2 separate regions of the Zea mays genome follow, and region 1 is linked to region 2. A link is a contact called in public Hi-C data. All regions are on one chromosome and are shown on one strand. The core of a region is the stretch at or near the end of the contact, and the rest is flanking DNA. Distances in the headings are between cores, read along the strand shown. Region 1 holds the start of LOC103652644 (clathrin heavy chain 1). Region 2 holds the start of LOC103651650 (E3 SUMO-protein ligase SIZ2).

Evidence for each region. A called contact is a pair of places that touch in the nucleus more often than the background predicts.
Region 1: a Hi-C map of ear shows a contact between it and region 2, with 1.9 times the contacts expected there. The contact joins the promoter of LOC103652644 here to the promoter of LOC103651650 in region 2. A contact is called at or near these places in 2 of 25 Hi-C or Micro-C datasets (ear and leaf).

Annotation. Positions count from the first base shown.
Region 1 is chr3:235,311,439-235,314,857 of Zm-B73-REFERENCE-NAM-5.0, forward strand. LOC103652644 (clathrin heavy chain 1) reads left to right here and starts at 1,373. Exons shown (of 29, transcript XM_020550623.1): 1 at 1,373-1,708; 2 at 1,799-2,003; 3 at 2,682-2,770; 4 at 2,877-3,083; 5 at 3,328-3,419. The coding sequence starts at 1,664.
Region 2 is chr3:235,040,269-235,043,878 of Zm-B73-REFERENCE-NAM-5.0, forward strand. LOC103651650 (E3 SUMO-protein ligase SIZ2) reads right to left here and starts at 1,411. Exons shown (of 16, transcript NM_001361450.1): 1 at 1,283-1,411; 2 at 777-857; 3 at 482-530; 4 at 331-394; 5 at 58-211. The coding sequence starts at 1,321.

The DNA of each region.
Region 1 (3,419 bases), core at 123-2,622, 270 kb after region 2:
GATATCTTACTGGGGTTTCCCGGAGATGGCGGTGGAGACAGCATGGAAGTCGTCGTCGGAAAAGGGGCCCGAAGAGCAACGACTATAGTAGGGTGTGGTGCCGGCCACGTACGAGAAGCAACACTTCATCGTCACCACCATCCTGCGCCACTCCGATCTAGCATCGCTCTCCGCGGCAGGTCTCGCGGAGGTTGTGCGGTGGGACAAGCTCGCGTTCGTGGACAACGATCATTGTCGTAGCCTAGGTTTCCTCGTAGTTGGCACGCCATACGCCGTCTCGAGCATGCCATCCCCGCCGCCTAGAAAACAACAAGTTTGCGCATCGGACTTGGTGCGGTCGAGCTACGCGCAGCGGCGGCGCTGGGTGTGGGCCTCGAGGGCGGTGTCGGTGCCGAGGGTGCGGTGGGCGGTGGCTCCCCCGCCGCGAGATTGGCGCGACTCTGGGTGCACGTGAAGCCCTTGGTGAGGTCCTGCGAGAACTGCTTGATGTGGCTGGTGGTGGCCTTGAGCTCCTGCGATGTGGAGAGAGGAGGGGAGTGGCGGCGGCTGCGCGATTGATTGGGGAAGTAGAGGAGGGAGTTTATATCGATGGAGTTCGGTTAAGCGCGGAGAATCGGATCATGTGATAGACTGAACCGTCTCCTCCGGACCTGACGCTAGGAAGAGGAGGATAGAAGTGTTGGCCGATTAAAGAAAAGGTGATGGTTTTTTATAAAATTATGACGTGAGACGGCCGATGAAACTGATGCTTTAAGTATATTAGAGATTTGACTTTATATGTAGTTTTTGCTTTTATTATCACGAGCTCTCATGTTTCTTCTATGATCATTAGCTACACCATGTTCACAAAATTAAGGCCATATTTGGAAGCACACAATTTTTATGATACCGGTTTATAGAAATTGAGGTGATTACAAACGTACCACTTTATGACTCAGTTTATAGAAATTAGATTATCAGTTTCTTAAAAACCAAAAAGATGATCTCTCATAGCTAAAAGTTTTTTCATAGCTAAAAGATAAAAACTGTTTTCTTAAAAACTAAGTTGCATCTAAACAAGGCCTAAGTCGTTATAAATCAGTGGTGATTTTTTGATTTATTTAGAATGAAGACAGTAATAAAAAATAAAAAATAGCATCTGTCACTTCCTTTGCAATTTTTGTTTTGCCCTTTAGGGCTTGTTCGCTTATGTCGAATTGCACCCGGAATCGTTCCCCCTAATCAAAGTTTATATAAATTAGAGAAACAATCCGGTTAGGAATTGTTCCGACCCACCAATCTGATAGAAACGAACAAGGCCTTGGTAAACTAACACTGTCTCAGATTGAATCATGTTCACATGGTAGGGACGCCACTAAAAACTTGTCCAGTTAGAGATGCGGTGAGAGGATTGAAATTGAATAAAAAGGGATGGCAGCCAAAAGGGATTATCCTCTTCAACCTCCTGGGTAACTAAAAATTCCCCGGCATCTCGTGCTGTCTTCTCTCTCTCCTTTCCCCTTCCCCGGCTCCCCGCGGCCCGCACCGCTGTGTTGTGCTGGTTGGTTCCGTCGCGTCGCTTGCTTAGATCAGATCTCTCCTTCTCTCCCCGGATCCCGACTGCCTCCCTCCCCCTTCCACCTCAGGCTAGCCGAGAGAGATCTCGGCACCGCCGCCCGTTGCCATGGCGGCGGCCAACGCCCCCATCGCCATGCGCGAGGCGCTCACGGTAATACCTCCGCCACCTCCCTCTCCTCTATTATGCAGTACAGATCTCCATCCACTCACTCACCGATCATTCGTTGCTCGTTATCCGCAGCTCACGAGCCTGGGCATCGCGCCGCAGTTCGTCACCTTCACCCACGTCACCATGGAGTCGGAGAAGTACATCTGCGTCCGCGAGACCTCCCCGCAGAACAGCGTCGTCATCATCGACATGGCCATGCCCATGCAGCCGCTCCGACGGCCCATCACCGCCGACTCCGCCCTCATGAACCCCAACACCAGGATCCTCGCCCTCAAAGGTTCGGACTTGCTGCCTCTACCTACCGCCCGCACCTCCTATAGATCTAGCCCATTCGGTGCACTCCACTTCGTGGGATCTCATTCTCATCATGCCCATTCTAGTCAAAGTCCCTGTTGAATAGTCAGTCGCCTCTCTAGGAATTCCGCAGCGACCTAAGTTTCTGGTTTCCTACTATGGCGGCTGAATTTTGCACTAGATAGTGACATCAAGCCTTTGCTTAAGATCTGTGCAGCCTGATCCTGTGTGCAAGCCATGTAGAACGAACGAGGCTCTGGCAACATGGGGTGCTATAATTCTAGCCTGCCATACATTTGTAATTCATATAGTCATTGTCACTGCAACAAGCCAGATCCAATTTAGTTTAGCATAGCATGGAACCATTAGGATTGTAATTCTACTCTGTTTTAGTCTTCGGTGTTGCTGCTCACATTGGATCGACGGCTTCCTATTTTCTTATAATTGGGCATTGCTTGTTTAACTTATGTTCGAGCACGGAGTTCTTACTTGTCACATTGCTGTTGGCTCGGATACTCTACTACAGCATGGATATTGATGCTAGCAATTACCAAATCAAATGACTGGTTCAGACATCGAGTACCAGTAGCTATATATAGCTGCTTAACGTATAGTTTGAGAATAGTTGTAAAAATGGTAAACATCTGCTGATTTTTTGCAGCCCAAATACCTGGAACAACACAGGATCACCTCCAAATATTCAACATCGAGGCTAAGACTAAGGTCAAGTCCCACCAGATGCCGGAGCAGGTACAAAAGACTTTTCAATATGATTTTTTGCATATGACTCTTTTCCTAGCTGTCAATGAGATGTACTTGAAGTAACATGTTCGATATATTTACTTTTCAACTGCAGGTTGTATTCTGGAAATGGATCACTCCCAAATTGTTGGGTTTAGTGACACAAACATCTGTTTACCACTGGTCGATTGAAGGTGATTCTGAGCCCTTGAAGATGTTTGATAGGACAGCTAATCTGGCAAACAATCAGATCATCAACTATCGATGTGACCCAGCGGAGAAGTGGCTTGTACTTATTGGAATTGCACCTGGAGCCCCAGAGGTATTCTCTTACTGAAATTTATTTCTAGTTACATCATTACAGCAGAGCACATGTCAAATGAGTGTTGAAAGCAAATATTACTGAAATTTCAATCCTCTTATGATAAACAACAATGTCTCTGTAAAGCTCAGTCATTTTGTAGTTGAACAAACATGGCAGTTTCTGTAGGTAGTAATTAGTTTTTACGTAGTACTTGGTTGTACATTCTTCTCATATTGTCGCTCCCTCATTTTCGTGCAACCAGAGGCCACAACTGGTGAAGGGAAATATGCAACTTTTTTCTGTCGATCAACAGCGTAGCCAGGCACTTGAAGCCCACGCAGCATCTTTTGCAAC
Region 2 (3,610 bases), core at 161-2,660:
CAGGACATAAAATACTGTCGGAGAGTTAGAAAGGCATATTTATCATGAGAATTTTACCTTAATCATGGAATCATTTGGCTTGGAGTCACCACAAGGGCAACGAACCTTAACTGCCTGAGCAGAATCATCCGGTTTCTTTTTACACGTAACACTGTCTCCTAATTCGTGGCTCCTTGAGACTGCAACAGTATTTGTAGGGTCTTGCATTTTTCTTGAAACAGGAAGCAACAAGCGATAGTTTGCCAAGATTTCATTAATGCCTATCAGGAAATTTACAGCCGTACAGACAAGTCAATGTGAAGTTGTGAACAAAAAATATTATGGACTCACCTAAATGTGTCCTCCACTATTTTCACCGCTGATTTTGCCTTTGGTAAGCCATTCGTTTCAAAGGCTACAAGAATAAAGCTGAAATTATTTCTCATGCTTGAAAAATAGTAACACAAAACAATACATTTTGGAGATAAAGAATGGAATGTACCTTGATCTTGCTGGCTCAACAACACTGCCATAACTCTGTCCACTAGGTCCTGCAAACCAAAACAAAAACACCAAGACCAACTTGGCTATAAATTCATAATGGGTAATAACTTCCAAATCCCCCAAGAAGGAATATTAAAAGGCACATAGATGATTGTGTTGGGTGAATTTTAGCATATGCTTAAGCTATTAAAGATCGAGGCTATCCCGACGTCTTTAACACAATAACATAGAGCACTTGGGCAATGGGTGTTCATTGTGAATAGAGTAGGTAGAGGAGGTTGCAGTGCGCAAACCTGCTTCTTTCCTTGCTTTGAAAGTCCAAGTTGGTGTAGAACATCCTTGAGCTCTTTTATTCTGAAGTGGCTCAAGTTTTTCTACAATGAAGCGTTAGTAGAGCAAATGTTAGTGGGCCATGTACCATGTTACCACAGGGTCAAGAAAGAGCGATGTATTGGAATCAACCAAATCCTATCCGACCAGAAATCAATTTCGAGGTAGCTAGAATCCCAGCAGTTGTTTAGAACAAAAAAAAAACGTAAGACGGCAGCTGTAAATGAAGTCGGTGCAAAGGACAGAAGGAGAGAGGACGAAGGCACGGCTTTGCGGGGACACTAAGAGCTAGTACACTACAAGATTATGTGCAAAAGAATGATAGGCAAAAGAGTGAGGCAACTGAATTTGGGAGTGGTACGTGAAAAAGCATACGAGTGGCACTAGGGTATGGGAGGGAATGAATCGAGTCGGCAGAGGGCTCTAGGTAGCTTAACAAGAGAGAAAGAAGATGGAAGGGAGTCCGTACCTTGCAAGCGGAGAGCACGGGGTCGTCCGGCGACGCCATGTAATCAAGGAAGTAAGGCCTTGTTTCCTCGAGGTCTGGCCGGCGGGCAGACACGCGAGTGGAATCGGGTCTTGAAGAGAAGCAGTGGCGCCCCCCCCCCCCCCCCCCCCCCCCCTGCCTACACCCCACCCTCTCCTTTTCCTTTTTTTATTTTTTTGCTGCGAAAACCCGGTAGCGCTGGCGGCGGCGGCGGTGTTCTTCTCCACGTGCGTGCATCGAGTGGAGCGGAGGAAGACGAAAGCGCTAGCCAAGCCAACAGGTGGAACGGTACGCGTTCTTGGTCCGCCTAGCTGCGGCCCAAATTATCTCAACCGCCTAGCCGGCCTTTGGGCCTGCTGGTGATAGCCCTGTAGATGGCCAAACGGGCCGCCCGACACGGCACTAGCACTGTTAGACGCGGTACTATTTAGCGCTATTAGTAACCGTGGGTATTAGTGTTTAACCAACGGCCCCGGCACTATACTATAGTGTCTAATTGTGCCGGGCTGATATTATACATGCACTATTTTGTTTTAAAAGCTCTCAAAAAATACAAATGATCTTTAAGATTATATATATAATTTTAAAACTTAAATATTTATACCATTGAGCCATTGGCAATTTTGTCATTATGATTTGTGGTCTTTGTCAATATACTGTCGAACCAACAAATCTATCGGGTACCGTAATTAGGGGTACCCCTAACACTCCTAAACACGGTTGATAACCACCATCAGCACAAACAGCAAAGACTGATGGGCGCGGTTCAGGTCAAGGCCTCGTCTACCAAGAGACGCGATCTCGCCTCGCCCAAGCCCGGCCTCGGGCGGGAACAGTAGTCCTGGACGAATTCACGCCTCGCCTGAGGGCCTCCTCAAGCAACGGGCGCACCCTCGACTCGCCCGAAGCCCAGCACGGGCAGGCTTCGTTGTGAAGCAACCTTGGCCAAATCGCCTCACCAACCGACCGTATCGCAGGCACATTCAATGCGAAGATCGCCCGACACCTTATCCTGACACACGTGCCTCAGTCGGCAAGGTCGAAGTGACCGCAGTCACTTCGCCCTTTCACTGACCGACCTGACGGGAAAACACCGTCGCTCGCCCCGCTCCGACTGTTGTGCCACCCGCCAGGGTGAGGCTGACAACAGCCAAGTTCAGCCTCAGGCGCAACATGAAGCTCTGCCTCGCCCGACCTTAGGCCTCAGCCTCGGAAGGAGATCTCCGCTCGCCCGACCCCAGGGCTCGGCCTCAACCTCGGCCTCGGGAGGAATCGCGTCCTCGCCCGACCCCGGCCTCGGCCTCAGGAGAAGTCTCCGCCTCGCTCAACCTTGGGCTCGGACCGACCGCGCCACGGGGATACATCATTACCCTACCCCTAGCTAGCTCAGGTTACGGGGGAACAAGACTGGCGTCCCATCTGGCTCGCCCCGGTAACAAGTAATGATGGCTCCCCGTGTGCGTCCATGACGACGGTGGTTCTCGGCCCCCTACGGAATCAAGGAGACGTCAGCAAGATCCCAGCAGCACCGACAGTTGTGCTTCTACAGGGCTCAAGCGCTCCTCCGACGGCCACGATACCGCGTACACAGGGCTATAACACCTCTCCAACAGCCACGTTGGCATGTACACAGCCACACAGGGCTCAGGCACCTCTCTACCGGACACGTTAGCGCATAGCTACACCCCCATTGTACACCTGGACCCTCTCCTTGCATCTATAAAAGGGAGGTCCAGGGCCTTCATGCGAGAGGGTCGCGCGGGAGAACGAGCTGACGAACAGGCTCACTCTCTCGCGCGCGAACGCTTGTAACCCCTACTGCAAGCACACACCCCCTGGCGCGGGGTAACACGAGCCGTGTTTTTCCTCCTTGTGTTCCATCTCGCGCCAACCCATCTGGGCTGGGACGCGCAGCGACAAATTTACTCATCGGTCCAGGGACCCCCCGGGTCGAAACGCCGACAGTTGGCGCGCCAGGTAGGGGCCTGCTGCGTGTTAACGAATAACTTCTCGTTGAGTTCCAGATGGGTAGTCTCCAGCAACCTCTTCAGCCCGAGACGCTGCTCCGCTTCGGGAGTCTTGAGTTCATGTCCCTCGACGGCAGCTATGACATGGTACTTGTAACATCCCAAAAATCCTAACCTAGGTTCGAAACCCTAAGCTACCCCTCTCCCCTTTTCATCCTCTAAATTCCAAGAACTCCCTTAAATCTTCTTTCATCATATGCATACACCTTGTTTGATCACAAGCACCTCACTTAGATTTTATTTTTCAGCACCTAAGATTATCTATTAATTGTTCAAAGGAAAA